Linked DNA regions of Mus musculus: region 1 is linked to region 2. The links are chromatin contacts, called in public targeted proximity ligation maps. All regions are on one chromosome and are shown on one strand. The core of a region is the stretch at or near the end of the contact, and the rest is flanking DNA. Distances in the headings are between cores, read along the strand shown. Region 1 overlaps Lpxn (leupaxin). Region 2 has its middle 32 kb from the start of Fam111a.

Region 1 (3,488 bases), core at 251-2,750, 270 kb after region 2:
GCAGCCTCTCAAGGTACCTCGTTTCCAGACAGGTGTCCAGGCTCGGGGTTGGGAGTATCTCTGCATTTTTAAAAATCACCTAAAAAGGATAAAAGTTTCAGAATTAGCATAGAGTTTTGGCACTTCACTTCCGGATGTCATGCAACAGAACTCAAAGGTGAAAACACACCTGAAGAAACTTAAGCAAGGGTCCAGCAATATCAGTACAAGGACCACGGCTATATGAAGACAGCAAGGGTCCATCACAGACACCTGAAAACATAATTCTACTTTCCAGGTCTGCTCAAAGGTTAGGTAGGTGGTGAAAGGAACATTTAGTAAGTGTTACACATGGAATAGATTCACTTGCTAAGTCATTTCTTCAAACCAAAGCAGATTAGTAATCTAAAATAAATCAGAAACAGAAAGGCCACCTCGTTTGTGTTTGCCTCTTTAATCATAACACACACAAACACACACACACACACACACACAAAAGAAACTAGAACCTTTTCTTAAGGATTTGTGCTTGTCACAGAGTGCTCCACTGCACTATCTGATCTCAGGATCATAGTACATAGAGCATACATGGGGAGCTAAATCAGGCAATGGACTTGAACTACGGGAAGTCATTTTAATACATTCCACTTGAGGTCACTTCCTTCTGTGGTGGGAGTGAAGCTAGTTTACTTATATACACATTACCTATTTATTCCAGCTCCAGGAAGTGAGAGGTGAACATATCTCCATTGTCTTCACCTTTCTGCCCTAGCTAAAACCAAAACAAACACAAACAACAAAAGTGGTAACTGTACTTAAAAGGCTCTCAGCAACAGTATGTTTTATTAAGAAGTAGAAATGCATATGAATACTGAAATATGTAACATGAAAACCAGTCCAAGCATTAATTATTTTCCAGTATGTCCGGCACTGTGATCAGTTATTTAATCATGACACTATTTTATGGTCATCTTCTCCTACAGCACTGGGTAACTGGCCTCTGTCTCTTTTCATATTCTGTGTTCTGTCATTTAGGGCCAGGCCATTTTTGCAAATGCTTTCCATTTAACTTGCTTTTCTAGATACTTGCTCTCCTCTAGCTTATAGCTTATTCTACATACAGATCCTATGCTAACAGACCACTCCCAACACACATACACACACACACACACACACACACACACACACACACACTTGTGTGCAGCCACCTATCAGAGCTGGCCTGACTGCAAGCATAAACCACAGACTGTTCATCAGTCCTGCAGTTTAGAGCCTCCCCCTTTCCCTAACATGTATAGGAGACTCACTCTGCCATAGGAACCCCATCTTGCTGCCATCTGTCTGTCCGTGTATGGCATTTCTAATTCTTTTAGTAAATCCCTTATCCAAATAGCAGTATTCCCAAGTTCCAAGACAGTTGGCTGTCATGGGCTTTGATAAGCAAGAAGTGCTGGAGAGACCAGCAGATGTAGAGTAGGAAAATGCAGGGCACTTGCCTTGCCTTGGTGCTTGACTTTCCAGTGTCTTTATCAGCAGCTGCATCTCTGTCAGTTGGAGCATGACAACCTGCTGTTGTCCCAGCACACTGAACCAGAGGCATGGGCTCTCATGATGTTGCCATGCATTCTGTCCTTTAGCACAGGGGTGGTGATGACTTGCTGCTGGGGCTTTCAGGTAACCCCCATGTCTTCTGTTTTGCTTCTTAGCTCTCTCACCATCTGTTCAACCAATTTTCTATGATAGTATTTCCATTTTTTTTAAACTCAAATATGCTTATATTTTCTAGACTGCAATACTTTGGTACATTTCCATTACCAAGCTATACCTACAATGGAGATGTGTGTGAGAGAATGATATAAAACCCTTCCATAACTATGTGTGGAGTGTTATAAATTTCCTAGGTGATTGTGATTCTGAGCCATAAATACTAGCATGCCCAGCTAGAACACTAAACTCAGAAGGTATATTCCCTTATTTGTTTCCACCATATACTCTGGTTTGCATAAATGGGATACCCATTGCTCCCAATATACCTTGAGAGTGTGCTAAGTATCAGCTGTGGCTGAAGCACTGGGATGTTTCTAGCCACTGTCCACCAATAGCAATATGGCAATTGTTTATAAGTATACCGGAGCAAAAGTAGCACTTTTGGTAATAATGGGAGGAACCGTTCACAAAATATAGCAGAATTAAACAGAGGAAAACTCGGCATGATGGAGCTCCTTACTTCGAAAGTATACATTCTGTACATTCTTTCAAATAACAGGTGTTGTGCTTTGTATTATTAAAAATTCCAAATCATAAAGTAGCTTGTAGCTCATGATATAGCATGCTACTTTTGCTTTCTTTAAACGGCTAGGGACAGATCAGAGGTCTCTAATTTGAAGTTTCTTTCAAGAATATTTCCTGTATGGGCTGTAATTTGCAACCATCAGCTCCTCAAATTCTTATTTCCTATTTAGAATAAAATATTGCTGAGTAAGCTGATGTTAGGGAATCTTGACAATGGTCTTCCTCCTTTTACATGCTATACATGGATTATAGTTTGAAAGTGTGGGCACTTTTTTGAGCATGAACAAGTTTTCCACAACTGTAAGGTGAGGAGGCCTTATGAATGAACAGGCTTAGATAAAAAGCTACATTTGTGTCTGGGGAGATATTACTTGGTTAAGTGCTTGCTATGGAAGGGGACTGTTTTAAATCATTTTATTTGTTTACATTTCAAATTATATCCCCCTTCTAGGTTACCCCTCCACAAACTACCCATCCCATCCCTCCTCCCCTCTCCCCTTTGCCCTCTATAAGGGTGCTCCTCTACCCACTCACCCCCTCAGCGCTCTAGCATCCTCCTATACTAGGGCATCAAGCCTCCACAGGACTAAGGGCCTCCCCTCCCATTGATGTCAGATAAGACCATCTTTTGCTATATATGTATCTAGAGCCATGGCTCCCTCCACGTATAGTCTTTGGATGGTGGTTTAGTCCCGGGGAGCTCTGGGTGGTCCAGTTAGCTGATATTGTTCTTCCTAGGGGGTTGCAATCCCCTTCAGCTCCTTTAGTTATTCCCTTAGCTCTTCCATTGGGGTCCTTGGGCTCAGTCCAATGGCTGACTGTATCTGCATTTGTATTGGTCAGGTGCTGGTAGAACCTTTCAGGGAACAGCCATACCAGGCTTTTGTTAGCAAGCACTTGTTGGTGTCAGCAATAGTGTGGGGGTTTGGTGCCTGCAGATGGGATAGATCCCTAGGTTGGGTGGTCTCTGGTTGGCCTTTCCTTCAGTCTCTGTTCCACTTTTTGTCCCTGTCTTTTCTTTGAACAGGAACATTTCTGGATTAAAATTTTTTTTTTTTTTTTTAAAGATTTATTTATTTATTATATGTAAGTACACTGTAGCTGTCTTCAGACACTCCAGAAGAGGGAGTCAGATCTTGTTACGGATGGTTGTGAGCCACCATGTGGTTGCTGGGATTTGAACTCTGGACCTTCGGAAGAGCAGTCGGGTGCTCTAA
Region 2 (3,291 bases), core at 98-2,597:
TTCAAAGACTATATCCATGATCTTAACCCTTCTGTTGTAGAATCTGAGCCCTAGATTTCTGCCAATAACTACTGCTACTAAGCTACAATGGAAATCTATGTAGCCTCTCTGGACCTAGTTTCCTGTTTGCAAAAAGCAGCAGCAACTGTAAATGAGACAAATATATCCTATGGTGATATGTCCAGAAGAGTGAGTGCCCATGAGTCTAGGATCACCTCAGACTTCACTCACAGCTATATGGTCTTGAGCATGTTATTTATTTTCCACCTCTTTTTCACCCCAAAAGGCATGGCATAGACTCACCATCAACTATTGTGAAGATTAAAAATACATCATGCAAGCTGGGTATGGTAACACATACCTTTAATCCCAGTGCTCAGGAGACAGAGTCAGACAGGTCTCTGTGAGTTTGAGGCCTGATCTACAAAGCAAGTTCCAGGACATCCAAGGGCAACACAGAAGAAACCTGTCTTGAAACAAAACAAAACAAAGCAAAACAAATAAACAAACAATATGCAGGCAATGGCTTCAGGCAATGACTGCCTGTGACAGATTGATTAGGGAATATTACTGTTATTGATACTGTTATCAATACTAAGACTTAACTAGGGACACTCTTAGAACAGTGGAAGTTCTGGGGAAATGAAAATTGGAAAGCACATGAGGAACTGGACTGTGTCATAGTATTTCTGAGGCCACGGATTTATTTCTCAATCTGTTAGTGAACTTGGGGGTTACACTTAGGAAAATGAACTGAGCAGAGGAGACAGGGCAAGACAAGGCAGAGGTTCCATCATCTTATATTCTTGCTGAGGTTATTTTAGGTTTAACTCCAATTTGATCTCCTTGAAAGAATCCTATAGAAAATTCTTGCTGAGCAAGATAGCAGGCTGTGATTTTTGCCTTTAAAATCCCCTTAGTCTAAATGCTCAGGGATGTTATACTTGGGCCCCCGACTACTCTCAGCCAGTTGGAATAAAGACTTTCAATTGGCTATAGACAGTGTCTGAGTGGCCATCTCTGTTGGACTCCCTCTCCCACAGACAACAACATGAATTTTCCAGTTCCTTTGCAAGTGTTTTAGCAAGAGTTAAGAGGTTAAGAATCTACTCTGTATCCATTTCCCCACCTCCTAGCTTTTCCCCTATCCAGACAGAATCATGTTATAGCAAAATATTCAATGCTTGCAGCTATCCTAAGCCAATCCAGGAGGAGCTAGGATTCCACTGACCTTAATACAGGAGTTGCTGCCTCTTCTTCAGTGAAGTCACAAAGTAATGGAGCCTGTGGAGGGTTCCCTGACCAGTCTCCTGGCCCCACTTTTCACCACCGCAGCCAATTACCCTTTAATTTCTCATTTCCCTTTTCTCTTTCTTTCCTGTCTTCCTTACCCCTCTTCATTTACATCCTCTGCCCTACCCCCCTTAGTTCTTTTTTACGCCCTCTTACACCCCCACCCCCATTTCTTGACCAATCTTAAAGATGCTGAAAGCTTACTAGCTTGACTGATTTCTCTCTCTGTTTCGATTTCCTCAGCCAGAGTTTTAAGAAACAAGATAAGAGGAAACTGAGAAAGCTGATAACATTTGAAATGTAAATAAAGAAAATATCTAATAAAAAAAAAGAGAAGAAACAAGATAAACAGATAACAGACACCTTGTCCTAACCCACCACATTGCTGCCTCCAGGACACAGTGGGACAAGAAGCAGCCACTGAAAACAAACTTATGCTTTCCTGGTCCTCCAAATGAATGGCACTTCTGTCCTTTCCAGCCCAGGGGTTCTAGTGCTGCCAAGCCCTTGTCCACCCTGGAAAGTACCTGTGTAGTCTCTGCACTTACATACCTGCTGCACATATTGCTCTCAGCCAGCAAACCCAGCCCCTGACTCAGGTCAGCTCTTCTATGAGGAGTAATCAATTAAGCATCTCTCAGAGACATAGTCTGGTCAATGAGAACGCACTCAAGGAAGGTCTGAGTAGGTAAGGGAGCAAGGCAAAGGAGAAGAGAGGGTGGGTGAAAGGAAGCTACACCCTTAGAAAATTAATCTCTGGCCAACTGGTTTGTTTTATGCCATTCCCACCTTAAGTTTCTTTTTCTCCATTTTATTTCTGACTTTTAAGAAGGAGGGAGCACTAGCTCTCAAACTGAGTTTCATTACTCTTCCAAACCTTCCCTCTTCCTTCCCAGTCGTCCTTACCCCTCTTCATTTACATCCTCCTCTGCCCCACCCCCTTACTTCTAGTTTACTCCCTCCTAGCCTCCCTCCCCAACCATTTCCTGACCAATCTTAAAGATGCTTAAAGCTTCCTAGCTTCACTGATTTCTCTCTCTGTTTCAATTTCTCTGCTCACCCTCCCAACACCTTTCAGCATTTACATTTGCCCCATTCTCTGCTTCTTTGACAGTTGAAGAGGGGGGATGGGCTGTTTCCTGGGTGGCTAACAAGGGGCAGATCTTATCTGTCACACATAAAAGCACTTCAAAATGTAATCATATAATAAAACAGTCTTCTGTAGCAGGTGTACCCTTTTAATCCCAGCTCTCAGGAGACAGAGCCGGGTGGTTTTCTGTGAGTTCAAGAACAGTCAGGTCTATATAGCAAGCTCTAGGTCTGCTAGGGCTATACAATAGAGAGACCCAGTTTAAAAACCCCAAAACCAAACCAAAAGAAATAAAAATCCTTAAAAAGTAAATTTGCCCATTTTATTCAGCTTTTGACAAGCACAATTAAAGAAAACAGAAACTATTACAACCTCTTTTGATCCCCTCCAGGGCAGAGAACACCTGCAGAGAAGACCTTAGAGCCCTGTACTGGTTCTAGCTGGTTGCTAACCCAAATGGGGGCTCCCAGAAATCTGGTGTTAAATAAAGTTCAGTTTATTGCCCTTGGGGTAGTTAAAACAATCACTTCATGAAATCTTAGGAGAGATTCTTAGGAGAGAGTGAGGGAGAAAGATCAAGCTGAGCTGAGCAAGACTCTGACGTGCTGACTTCTGGTTTGCTGCGGGAGATTGGTTAGCATTTAGTAGCAGAGTCAAGATTTGTGGATTACAGGAAATTTAAGATTTTGAAACAAAGGGTGAGGTAATCTTGTTTTGCACAGTGTTCTTTATGTTTTCTATTGAAGGTTGGTTGGATTTTTGAGGAACCTACTGGAAAATCAAGAGGTTTTTCACCTTTCTAGTCCATGGTAGAACATTCCTACGATAACACATTTGTGTTGATGGAAACAGTTGGTGAATAGTCGTACGGATGAAGTAGCCACCTATGTGAGTGGAGCTGCTTCCTA

Evidence for each region.
Region 1: a contact with region 2 is called in a targeted proximity ligation map of the SCID.adh cell line, with 2.8 times the contacts expected there. A contact is called at or near these places in 1 of 39 promoter capture datasets (the HPC-7 cell line), 61 of 484 Hi-C or Micro-C datasets (the 63-12 cell line, B cells, the C2C12 cell line and 37 more), 7 of 130 datasets of targeted methods (the NIH/3T3 cell line, the SCID.adh cell line, acute myeloid leukemia and 4 more) and 4 of 9 other capture datasets (adipose tissue, embryonic stem cells, liver and 1 more).

Annotation. Positions count from the first base shown.
Region 1 is chr19:12,811,616-12,815,103 of GRCm38.p6, forward strand. The region is part of intron 3 of Lpxn (leupaxin); the gene reads left to right. Among named protein-coding and RNA genes, the nearest start is that of Lpxn, 15 kb to the left of the region's middle.
Region 2 is chr19:12,539,479-12,542,769 of GRCm38.p6, forward strand. No RefSeq gene overlaps it. Among named protein-coding and RNA genes, the nearest start is that of Fam111a, 32 kb to the right of the region's middle.